2 separate regions of the Mus musculus genome follow, and region 2 is linked to region 1. A link is a contact called in public Micro-C data. All regions are on one chromosome and are shown on one strand. The core of a region is the stretch at or near the end of the contact, and the rest is flanking DNA. Distances in the headings are between cores, read along the strand shown. Region 1 holds the start of Poldip2 (polymerase (DNA-directed), delta interacting protein 2). Region 2 overlaps Nf1 (neurofibromin 1).

Evidence for each region. Hi-C and Micro-C count contacts between places; a contact is called where the count stands out from the background.
Region 2: a contact with region 1 is called in a Micro-C map of embryonic stem cells, with 7 times the contacts expected there. The contact joins the enhancer-like site here to the promoter of Poldip2 in region 1. A contact is called at or near these places in 5 of 39 promoter capture datasets (the C10 cell line, hippocampal neurons, neutrophils and 2 more), 1 of 484 Hi-C or Micro-C datasets (embryonic stem cells), 3 of 115 datasets of contacts at active chromatin or transcription factors (astrocytes, embryonic forebrain and pro-B cells) and 1 of 9 other capture datasets (adipose tissue).

Annotation. Positions count from the first base shown.
Region 1 is chr11:78,509,650-78,516,145 of GRCm38.p6, reverse strand. It overlaps Poldip2 (polymerase (DNA-directed), delta interacting protein 2), which reads right to left and starts at 3,850. Exons shown (of 11, transcript NM_026389.3): 1 at 3,674-3,850; 2 at 2,145-2,226; 3 at 961-1,058. The coding sequence starts at 3,834. It overlaps Tmem199 (transmembrane protein 199), which reads left to right and starts at 3,978. Exons shown (of 6, transcript NM_199199.3): 1 at 3,978-4,249; 2 at 5,725-5,798; 3 at 6,332-6,421. The coding sequence starts at 4,039.
Region 2 is chr11:79,424,705-79,431,200 of GRCm38.p6, reverse strand. Nf1 (neurofibromin 1) reads right to left here. Exons shown (of 58, transcript NM_010897.2): 13 at 5,554-5,688; 14 at 2,510-2,623. Among named protein-coding and RNA genes, the nearest start is that of AU040972, 56 kb to the left of the region's middle. Within about 2 kb of position 3,415, at least 43 of the 459 cell types and tissues checked have an H3K27ac peak or open chromatin away from gene starts, as enhancers often do. A contact at or near this core is called in astrocytes, embryonic stem cells and stem cell-derived epiblast-like cells, where this site is marked.

The sequences.
Region 1 (6,496 bases), core at 2,601-5,100:
GAAGAATCTACACCCTCTTCTGGCCTCCAGGAGCACTGCATGAATGTGGGACACAGAGCTACATGCAGGCATAACATTCATATGCATTATATAAAAATAAAATCTTCAGAAAGGGAGGGATTAAGAATAGCCTGGTGTGGAAACTCATGCCCTCCTCAGCACTGGGCTGACAGAGGCAGAGGTACACAGATCTCATGTGTTTAGGGCAACCAGAGTCATGTAATAAATAATATTGAAATAAATCAAAAGGTAAACTCAATAATAATCATAAAGGAGAAGGGGTAAAAAATGGCTGTGTTTAAAGGGCACTGCTGCTCTAATGGAGGACCCAGGCTTGGTTTCCAACACTCATGACAGCTCACCACCATCTCTAATTCCAGTCTCAGGACCCAGCGCCCTCTTCTGGCCTCCCTGAGTACTGTACACAGACACTTCCAGGCAAAACATCCATATACACAAAATAAAAACAAACTTTTTTAAAAGAAAAGAAGTAAAAAAAAGTAAGAAAATAAATCAAGAAAACTGTTCCCTAAAACATTCTCTGGGGTTCAGATTATAAAAAGGAAGGACAGACAGTTCTGGGGAGGCCCACAGAGACCCCATAGCACTTTTGTCTCCATGGGGATGAGTGCCAAAGAAACACTCTGGGATTATTTCCTTTATTTTAGTTGGTTGGGTTGTTTTGTTTTGTTCCTGTTTGTTTTGTTTTCTGAAACAGGGTCTCTCTACAAAGGCCTGGCTCTTTTGCAGTTCTGGAGCTCACTCTGTAAACCAAGCTGGCTTTGAACTCAGAGACCCTCCTGTTTCTGCCTCCCAAGTGCTGGGATTAAAGTGTACAGTACCACGCCTGGCTTGGGGTTATTTCTAAAGCCCAAGGGATGCTGTTTTTACCCCAACTGCATGTGTCTGCCACAAGTCAGGCCACCTGAGGACACCATGAGATAAGATAGAGAAACTTACTTTTCTGGAGTTGCAGAAGCCACATCCCGGTCATACAGTCTGGCCTGCCAGGGAAACAGGACGACCCCTCGGTAGCCAAAAACACTATGGAGGAATAGCTAGGAGGAGAGAGATCTCGATGAGCCTGCTGTCTCGAAGATCCATCCAAGTGGGCCCCGACCATAGCGGCCTGGGTAGAAGCAACTACAGCAGTCTCCCCAGCTTTGCCCTCAAACTACTGAAGTATTCTCATGCCTGTCACCAGGCTGACCCCAACCTTTCAGATCACCTTTGGCCTCCAGGGAACTTTCCTTGCCCTGCCCTCCTCTTACTGCAGCGCAGAGCCACTGATTATAACTGTCTGCTTTAAGGATTTGTTTTACTTTAGTTATATGTGTGGATCTGTATCTGGGTACCATGCACTTGAGTGCAGGGACCCAAGGAAGTCAGAGGCATTGGGTTACCTGGGGCTATGTGACTCTGGAGTCAGTTCTGTCCTCACCTTTACTTCTAGGCTTCCTCAGCAAGTGCCTTGACCAGTCGAGCCACATCGCCTGCTTCTTACTGTGTTTTAAGAGTATCACTACACTAGACCTCCAACTTGAAGTGATCCTTCTGCCCCTGCTTCTGGAGTGCTGGGATTTGATGCTATTATACACATATCTCCAGAAATCCATCTTTAACAAGTTTTGTGACTCTAGTGCACATGCATTCACACGTAAGAATACATACTATCAGTTGTTCTTTGATCTCCATGCCTGGGCGCATGCACACACGCACGTGTACACACATACCCATTCTAAATAAATCAATGTAAAAAAAAAAAACAAAAACAACCTTTTTTTTCTTAATTTGTGATTCTGAGCTGAACATGGTTACACACATCTGTAACACAAGTATTCCATAAGGGAACGAGTTTGCAATGTCAAGGTCACCGTGGGTTACAGAATGAGTCAAGGCTAAACTAAGCTACACAGAAGACTCTGCCTCAAAACAAGTCCAAAATTTATCTTGGTCAAAATGAAGATGGATTGAAACTTGGGGTGTAGCTCAGCAGATGGCATCTGTCTCTAAGACCGGTGGGCAAAGAGATGAAGAATGAAAAGATACAAATACCGCTGAGATTCAATATTCTGACCAAACTTAGCTGCATTCAGAAACAGAATAGTCCATGAAAATGAGAGGAGACCTAGCACAGTACCTACCTGCCCAGTCTCATATTTTCCATTTTGTTTTGGCACCTCAAACACACCAACTGTCTCCAGCACTTTGCCCTCTGCACGGTTCCTGAGTGGGAAGGAAAAGAACAAGCAAGTGAGACCCTGAGAAGACAGCAGTCCTTCGCCAGGAAAAATCAGACACGTGAACAAAGAAAGCCCCCTAGTACTCTGCAGGGTCAGGGCAATGACAGCCAAGGCCCAGGATGCTGCTTTTCCTCATTTAAGATCCAGCCATGGGCATCTACATGGTGAAGGTCTCCCAGTCTTCCAGGGTTTTGTGTGACTACTCCAAACTTACTTCCTTCTATCTTTACTTAGCATTTCCAAAGTCATTCTTATTCTTGCATATCCTGTTTCAATGCACACCTTCACCCACCCTCCGGGTCTTCCCCCCCCCCCACATGTTAACCATCCTTCCAACTTTGCATTTCAGTTCCTGGTATGCATGCCTTGAGTCCATTAAGGACCTGAGAGACATGCCTAGTGTGTAAGAGGTGCTCAAAAAGCATTTGTTCTGAGGCAAGCAGTTCTTCTGTCTCTACTTTTACCCACTGCTGCTTGGCAGTATACTCACTAAGCCTGGCATTTGCTACTTGGAAGAATTGTTCTGAACCAAAAATGGTTCCACACATCGGTAATCCCAGGGCTCTTAAGGCTAAGGCTGGAAAATAACAGGTTCTGGGCCCATCTGGCTACACAGCATGATTCTCCCAATCCTACACATTCAACTGTGCTGTAAATTCTAAGTCTTTACCCTGACCTCAGGACCTAGCATTTCTAGATTCTCAAAGGTACCCCACACAGTACACTTAGCACTGCCGTGTCTCCACCCAGTGTCTTTTCACATTTACTTGTCTTAAATAGCAAATACCTCCCTTAACCACTATCAGGTCATTTCCATCAACTTATCCTTTTAAATAGGATTAATTTTGCTATGGATCCATCAAAGCACTGTAATGTTACTTTGGAAATGTTAACTTCATAGCCAACTTTTCAATCCTGTCTGATCCCTACAAGGCTTTGTTTACACCGCCCCCCCCCCCCCGAGCCTCAACCCCTATTTCCCAAGTCACATGGGCAAAATCAGTCTCCCCAAGGTCACATGGAAACAGGACCCACAAAGGTAGACACTTAAATCGACTTGTTTCCCACAGAATAGCATATTTCTGAGAGTCACTGACCCAAAAGGGCCCGGGGATCCCTGTAGTTGTATTAAATGGCAGCCCACTCCAGGTGCCGGGGACCCCAGCCTGGGAGGCAGGATTCGCCTAAGAAGCGTTACTTGTTCTCCCTCGGAGCTGCCCTGCACTGCCAGGGCCCTGGGCAGTGCTCCCTTCTTTGCTCTTGGCACATGTCCCAAGCAGCCCGTGTCGGCTCTCTCCTCGGGACCCTTTCTCAGGTGGCACTCCGGCTGCCCAAACAGAGTCAGGCCTCCTGGCTTCCTTAGTAGCTAGGTAGAAAACGCTCCCTAGATTCTGGGCCCGGCTCCCTGGCCCCCTCTCTCCGTCCCTCACCGGGACGACAGATGCCTTCGGGTCGTCGCTGTGGCCACCGGCGGAAGGCCCCCTGCTCCACCGACCGCACACAGTGGCCTCGACCCTCGGGTCGTGGCCAGCGACCGAGACCACCAGCGGCTGCCCACTGCTAGGGCCCGTCGGGCCACACAACCAGCCATGTCCCGCCCGAGCGCCCGCTCGGCTGCTGACACAGGGCCCGACCCGCGGCGGGGCGCCGTCCCGCCCCCGCCCCACACTGCCCCGCGCCTAAGCCCCTCCCCTCGGGCCCGCCCCCCGCGGCCGCGTGGGCTCCTCCAGCTACATCCGGCGCCTGTGAGCGGAAGTCCGAGTTTGGGATCACCTGATCAGAGCGTGAGGCAGAAATGGCGTCTTCCTTGCTTGCCGGCGAACGACTGGTTCGCGCTTTGGGTCCTGGCGGAGAACTGGAACGGGAGCAGCTCCCCCGGAAGCTGCGTGCCCAGCTCGAGGCTGCTCTGGGAAAGAAACACGCGGGCAGTGATAATGCCACGGGACCCCGGCGCCTGGTTTCATTCCGTCTCATCCGAGATCTGCATCAGCACCTGAGAGAAAGAAGTGAGCGGTCCCCATTCAAGAGTCGCCGCGTTCTTTTCAGATCTAATCCCTTCTGAGGCGTATTTTCCCCCCATCACTCTCGAGTGCCTACCGAGTTCTCATATATCCAGTCCAAAAGCCTTCTCATAAACCCCAGGTTTACTACTTCCATCTTAACTTCCGTGAAAATTCTTAGTGTGTTACAAAACGTATTTTCAGATTTTGTTGAGTCCTCTTTTAGTGCCACCTAAGTCCATGTGAATTTTTTTAGGAAGTCGAGATTGTAGCCCAGTACTATCTGACAGGTTGAGTTTCTCCATTTGAGGGCCATATATCAATAGTGAGCATATCGTGTTTGGAAAAAGTGATTTTTTTTCCTTCCATCTCAAAGGTAAAGGTGCAAGCCCCAGTTTAGGGGTGAGGGTAGGGAAACGGTAACAACAACAAAAACTATTGAAAGATCTGGATTGAGTCGCATGTAGTTCTAGACATTGTAAAGAAGTCATTTCTCCTTTTCAGACCTATTTACTTATGTTAAGGTAGGGAATAGGGTAAACTGGCATGTAACTTACCTTGCCAGAGTTAACATATCCTGGCCAGAAGTGCAAAGGGTAGATGATCAACTATTTAGACTTAAGAGAATCTTAGAAAAAGATCCTCTAATACAGTGTCCGCTGAGTGTTTAGCATCACAACCCAATCCTGACTAGGACAGATCTATTATTTTCACAGAAATAACCTACCATTGGTAGTGGTGAGGTAGGGTTGGTAACGAAGACTGACAGTTAAAGTCCACTCTATGACACTAAAAAATACTTAGGTGGAATTGTCCTAAATCTTTCCTAGTTGAAAGTTATCTTGAGTAAAATGAAAAATAATTGAATAAACACAAGGAGAGAAAGAAAATGATCACAAGGTTGGGCATGGCACGTACCTGAAACCCAAGGGGCTGAGGCAGTAAGATTGTGAGTTGTCTAGATGAAGTACATGAGAATTCAAGAGACAGCTAGGTGTATCTAAATGAACTTAAGGTTAGACTGGTTTCATAATGAGTTCTGAGCCAGCCTGGTCTACATGATATGTGTATGTATATACATATATCAGCCTTGTCTCAACAATATATCTATATATGAGAGAAAGAAGTGAGCGGTCCCCAATCAAGAGTCGCCGCGTTCTTTTCAGATCTAATCCTTTCTGAGGCGTATTTTCCCCCATATCACTCTCCAGTGCCTACCGAGTTCTCATATATCCAGTCCAAAAGCCTTCTCATAAACCCCAGGTTTACTACTTCCATCTTAACTTCAGTGAAATATGATATATATATATATATATATATACGAGTTATATATGAAATATATGAGTTAAATATGAAATATATATGAGTTTACAGGGATGGCCGTGTTTTATTTGGGTAAAAATTAGGGCTACCCACTTCTGTCATCTTAGCTTTCCAGCCTCAGCTGCACGTGTCATTATGTGGAACCTTATTCTTTCCAGATTCCAGGCTGTATCTTCATGAACTCCTAGAAGGCAGTGACATCTACTTTCCAGAGATTGTGAAGCCTCCCCGGGTATGTAACAGAAATTTGTGAGAGTTGGGTACAGGTTTTATTAATCAGCTTTTGGGTTTGAAATCTTATATTTTAATTCTTTGGAAAAGCTGAGCTGTGGCTCAGTGGGATAGTACTTGACAAGGCCCTAGCACCAATAAATACATAAAATTTGGGGGCCAGTGAAATACCTCAATGAGTGGGGGCACTTGCTACCAAGCATGGCAGGCAACCTGGGTTCTGTCCTTAGGACCCCCATGGTGGAGGGAAAGGCTGACTCCCAAAGGTTATCTCTTCCCTGCACACATGTACTGCTGCTCGGGTTTATGTGCATGTACAAAGGATTTAAAAAAACAAAACCAAAAGCTGTTGGGAGTCTAAGATCAGGGAGAGAAACCTCTCTGACGGCTTTGGAAAACTGAGACTCAGTGAACCATTTTCCAAAGCAGTGCAAGCATAACAGGTGTGCGGTGTCCCAGCACCATTAGGAGTACAGTGGTCTTTGGAAACATGTAAAAGAATATCATTCTTCTCACGTGCTTATTTTTGTTTAGAATCCAGAGCTAGTTGCCCGGCTAGAGAAGATTAAGATACAGCTAGCCAATGAGGAGTATAAGCGGATCACTCGCAATGTCACTTGTCAGGTAAGGGCCTACTGCTCGAAAAAATGTTCGAAAAAGGCCTAATGTTCGAAAAAAACGGCGAGGGTAGTGTAATGG
Region 2 (6,496 bases), core at 2,166-4,665, 920 kb before region 1:
GTAAGATTTTTGCCTCAGTTAGAATTTACTCAAGAAAAATAAAAAAATCTGTTCACATTGTGTGTGTGTGTACCTACAGGCTATCAATTTTTTTCCTTCTTCATCATCATCATCATTTTTGATGACAGAGCCTTACTTTGTAGCAGGCTGGCCTGGAACTCGACATGTAGACCAGGCTAGCCTCAAATTTACAATTGCCTCTGCTTCCTGAATGCTGGGAATGAAGGTATACACCACCATACCCAGCAAAAGCTGTACTTCTAAATAGCCAAAAGCAAAACACAAATGATCATCAACAGATAAATGAGCAAACAAGTTGTGCTATATTCATACAATGGGACACTAAACAGAATAAAACAGGAGGAACCTTGAGATAAACCAACCACTAACACAATACAATTACAGCAATTATGCTGAACTAAAAATAAAAACCTTTATTTCATTTATTTAAAATGCAAACTAATTACATTAACAAAGCAAATCAATTATTACAAAGGAGCCAAGGGAAAGACACGGGGTAAGAAGGGATGGGGACGGCAAAGGAATACAAGGCTGACATTCAATAGAAGTGCATGTTGTCTACCAATTGAGCCCATTAGTGAACAAGCCAGTGCAATATTCATCAACAACCAGGAAAAGGGAACTAACATGTGTGACAATACAAGAGTGTCAAAATTCTTTTCCTAACTTAAGGGAGGTAACAAAATAAGGGTAGTATTAACTGCAGAAAGGAAACTTTCTGGGCTGAATATATTCTTAAGTCTTAAACTAGTCGTATATGTTAATTATAAAAAAATAAATTTCATTTAGATTAAAGGTGTATGTTTAGGTTGTCAGTACAAAAATAACACTTCAAAGTAAACTCTGAGGAGGTCCAGTGACCAGCCCAAATCGGGATCCATCTCAAAGGCAGGCTCAAAGGCCTGACACTATTACTGATGCTATGATGTACAGACAGAAGCCTAGCATGGCTGCCTTCCGAGAGGCCCAAAAAGCAGCAAGACACAGATATTTATACCCAATCAGTGGACTGAAGTTGGGGACCCCTGGGGTTGAATTAGGGAAAAGCTAGAAGAAGCTGAGGAGGAGGGTGACCCCATAGGAAGACCAGCAGTTTCATCTAATCCAGACCCTGAGATCTCTTAGACACTGAGCCGCCAACCAGGCAGCATACACTAGCTGATATGAGGCCCTGGACACATATACAGCAGAGGACTGCCTGGTCTTGCCTCAGTGAGAGAAGACACACTAACCCTCTAGAGACTTGGGGTGGGTTGGAGGTGGAGACATCCTTTTGAAAACTGGGGGAGGGGCGTATGGGAGGAGGAACTGTTGGTGGGCGGACCAGGAGGGGGATAACAACTGGACTAAAAAAAAGAAAAAGATTAAAGATAATTTTAAAAACAAGTAAACTCTAAGCTGATGAGCTGGCTCAGTAAGTAAAGGCACTGCTGTCAGTAGAAGCCTGACAACGGGAGGTCAATCCCTAGGACCCAGTGGTGGGAAGAAAGAACCAACTCCTACAAGTTACCCTCTGACCTCTTCCTATATGCTGTGCTATGCACACATCCTCCCATACAATAAATACGTCAATGTAATTTTTCTGTTGTTTTGAGATAGGGTCTTTCTATGTAGGCTTGGTTGAGATTAGCCTGCCTCTGAGATCCACCTGCCTCTGTATCCTGAGTACTAGGATTAAAGGCATGCACCACAACCATCCAGCTACAAATATAATTTTTTAAAAAGTCACCTTTGTTAACACAGTAGGTTTACTATAATTTAAAAACAAACAATAATGAGTGTCATCAACAATGGAGAAATACCAAAACACCAATACACTGCTAATGGAAATATTAAATGATACAGTAACTTTAATAGTATTATTTGTAGAAATCCTCAAACAGAAACCACACTGAACGTCTACCATCCACTACCTGGCTCAGCAGTAAGGAACAGTTACAGAAGCCTGAGCACCTGAGTTCAATCCTCGGAACCCATATAAAGGTGGACGGAGAAGAGAAACGCCACAGGCTCTCCCCTCATCTCCAGACGTGCCACTGCGAGTGCAGGCACACCCTACCCCCATTATGCAGACATAAAAAGAAAGTAAGGAATAAAGAAACTACAAACTTCCAAAAATTTTTTACACAATGTAATTCAAATACAACATGACTTGTGACATACAACTAAAATTCTAGCTAGTATTACAGTTGAAGGAGGAGGATTGTTTTAGGATTTAGAGACCAGGCAGGACAATAGCGTAAAAATCTTGTCTCAAAAAACAAATGAATAACCTACAGCTGGTTAGGTATTTGCTATCCAAGACCAGAAACCTGAGTTTCCTCTGATTTTCATATGCACACACAAACAATTTAAAATTTTTAAAATATATTTTTAAGAGAAAGCACATAGAAAGAGTCAAATAATTGCTTAAAAAATTAAGTTCTCAGAAAAAGATCAGAGACAGTTACAGTCTTTCTTTCAAAAGCCCAGAATTCACTTCCTTTACCTCCATAGCCTCCTGAGCGACCTCTGGCATGTGTGACTGAGGAACCAGTTGTACGAGCCCTGTAATTAGTTCTGCTGTACTGCTCTGAGTTTCAGGGCCCTGTTTTCTTGGATTCTGTAGGAGAAAAACAAACTTCAGTTTTGCTTTTAATAACTGTATTTATTATTTATATATTATTTATTATTTATATGCATGTGTGTAGACAGGACATGGGTGCAGGTGGCCATGGAGGCAGAAGAGTGTTGGCTTCCTTGGAGCTGGAGCTACAGTCAGTAGTGATCTGCCTGCCTGTGTCTGGGAACCAAAGGCAGGCACTTTGGAAAAAGCAGAAAGTACTTAAGCACTGAGCCATCTCTCCGGCCCCGTCAATCTTCACATTCTGGGTTGGGGGGGTGGGGGTGGTTTTGTTTTTTAAGACAGAGTTTCTCTACATAGCCCTCACTGTCCCAGATCTCACTCTAGACCAGGCTGGTCATGAACTCAAAGATCCACTTACCTGTTATCCAAGAGCAACGTTAGCTAAAAGATATTTAAGTTGGACCAGGCATGACAAAAGTCTTTAAAGAGACCATTCTAACACAGTGCAGAGAAATGATTGGGGAATGTAAGAAATGGTAGTAGCTGGGAACACATAGAGTGACAGGAACCAGGACAAAGATGGTACAAACACAAGACACAATCAAATTACTTCAACAAGATCCCATGATGGAGACCATCTTTACATTTCTCCTAGTAACTAAGGTTTAGAATTTATGTGTACAATATTGTTTTACTTTCCTGGGTTACTGAGGAAAGTCACTTAACCACTAGATGGCAGCAAAGAAAGCACTGTCCATGAAGCTAGGCAGCTGTCCTGGGTAGTGACAATTAGCCTATCAAAGGAAACCCCACCCACCCTCTCAACTCCCCCAAACACAAAACAAAGCCCACAAAACGCAGGAGTAGGCCGGGGGTGGAGCTTTTGCCTGCTTTACAAAACTACCTGATTCTGGTTCAATCATCCTCATCAAGGGAAGTAAAAAGGATTCCATAACTCTTGGAAGACAGCAAATTTTACTTAAAAACTATTTTCCCTCAAACAATTCAACCCTTGTTCTTCAAACAATAACCTATTTAACATGAAAATCACTGGTGACCCTGGTTCACTGGTGAACATAAAACTGCAGCCAAGTAAACAGAGTAACCCTAGCATCCTGTAGCAAGCACAGTGAGATGTCACCACAGTTCATGCCACACACCCGAGAAACCAAAAGAACAAAGTTAATTTTCAGAGTCCACTAACAAAATTTTTAAAACTTTTCCAAACTAAAGATTTAACTGTTTATTCTATTAAACTCTCAAATTTGGGTGGACTTTTCAAAAAACACAAAAAGATAATAGGTCTTCTTTTGGGGTAACCCATACTTTAGGAACTTCATCCACTCTGGCTCTATTATCTCTCATTATCAGAAAAACTATTCATATGTAAATATTTTTTAAAATTCTAGAGTGGAGGCATGACAGTACATTTCTGTAATTCCAGCACTCAGCAACATCTAGTTCAAGGCCAGCCTGGGATACCCAACAAATCTGAGGTCAGTATGTCATACATAATAAATTCAATGCCAACCTAGTATACACAGCAAGATTTTGTCTCAAAAATCAAACAAAAACACGTGTGTGCACACACACTCAAAACGTGGGGTTCATAGAATTCTTGAAACCACAGCCACTTAGTCATGAATGCCTTCATTTTAGTAATTTGAAGAGCATAGCTGCAAAACCATAAAGCACCAAAGGATGAGCCTGACACTGAGTAAAGCAGAAGGCTTTACCTGATGGTCTAGAGACTTGATAGGCCTAGTGTAGCCTCCCCCAAGCCTGAAGCAAGCTGAGCCAGACCTTGACTTTGCTATGCCACTAAGGAGATCACCTAGGGTGGAGCCTGCCTCCCTGGATCACTCTGCTGTTCAGCCACTGCCTCTGCTGCTACCTGCTGGGAGTCCGCCTACACGTGGTCACCTGCAGCTCGGCTCCAAGGATGATTTGGCAGGAATGGGCTTCCCCCCTCCTTTATAAAGCGTGTCTGCCATTAAAAATTTGAGCCTTGATCAGAATACTGTCTTGGTTCCATATCTCTCTCTTGTCCACCTAGTTTCCCTCTTCTTTTTCAGTTCCAGGCTGCCTCCCAGGCTCGAACCCAGACATGAGAGCAGCAGGCCGACCCCAACAGTCTAGGACTATAGAGACTTGATAAAAGTTAAACAGACCATCCTGTGAACAATTCAAACTGTTTTACTTGGACAGTAAGAATGCTAACGCTAACTGTATCTTACTAAAAATAGCAGTAACTAATTTTATTGCTTACTATACACTACGAATTGTTCCTAAAAGCCTTACACAATCTATTTCACTCTTAATGGTCTCTCTGAGGTAGGAACTATATTACTGCCTACCTTTTCAGATGAGAAGCCTAAGGTGCCGAGACTAAGTAAAGCAGTCCTTCCCCAGAGCCTGTGCTTTTAATCCTTTACTCTCACCTGGTTACACTATTTACATCAGTTCTTTATTACTCTGTGCACCAAAGTGAAGCTCTCAGGAATATAATACCATTTGCGGGAATAAAAAGCAGAGCTATGGCAATAACTGGATACTAACCACTCTCATTTTAACTTTCTCTTCTAATATGGTTACAGGCAGAGCCAATGATAATAGAAGGCTGATCAAAGGAACACACAGGGAGCTAGCTATAGAAGTTAACTCGCTTAGCAATAGCAAAAAGAGTGAGCAGTTCAGATGCTGAGCACACCGATTTTACAGTCATTTGTCCCACCTGACCCCAGAAATAGGTCTGATTATAATGCAGAACAAGGGCAAATGATGCTACTATGGACAGTTCAATGCGGAGGGAACGGTTAGAAAATGTGATCTAAGTATATTAGAATTCCTGGAATTGGCTTTCTTAGCAATGTTTTAGAGGTTACTCATAATTTAAATGTATTTTGGCCTTTCAGTTCAAATAGATTAGTGGAATAATTTCAAAGCATTTCATTAAAAATACTTACACAAAGCAAAAGCTTTGGGTCTGCATGAATCAGTTTCACCATGGACAAAAGAAGACATTTGTAGCTCCTTGTCTCTAGGTCTGTAGGCTTTTCTTTAAATTTAAGGCTTGTTACCTTTTCTTTAAAGGTGAGACTCTAATAACAAATCAAAAACATGGCATCACCTTAGAAACAATCAGACATCAGATTCAGAATAATAGCTATACTTTATAAAAGAAATTATTTAAAATGCTTTGAAAAAAAACATTTCATACCACCAAATGTATGATACTGGTAGAAACATAAGCTAACAAGCATACATTTAATATTGCATTTTTTAAAAATGTTTTATAGCATTTATATCATTCTTATATAACAATCTAGTAATATATAATAATAATAATAATAATCTAAAACACTAGAGGCATAATATCAAGTTGACTCTTGGGTTCAAAAACTGGTTCTCAAATATGAAAATAGTAAGAGGAAAAATAATGTATCTATATCACACATGAATATACATACTAGAGAATTCAAATTAGCAAATACTTATATCACATGCACATACACAAATACACTATACACTGTAAGATGCATCACTTGGCTGGACTAAAAGAAATGAAAAACTATTGTGAATCCTCGATATCACACAAAGGAAAATAAACATCCACTTTCAGATAGAAGTAAAGGTATGTTCTTTTTTTTTTAAATATTTATTATTATTACGTATTTTCCTCAGTTACATTTAGAATGCTATCCCAAAAGTCTCCCATACCCTCCCCCCCACTTCCCTACCCACCCATTCCCATTTTTTGGCCCTGGCATTCCCCTGTACTGGAGCATATAAAGTTTGCGTGTCCAATGGGCCTCTCTTTCCAGTGATGGCCGACTAGGCCATCTTTTGATGCATATGCAGCTAGAGACAAGAGCTCTGGGGTACTGGTTAGTTCATAGTGTTGTTGCA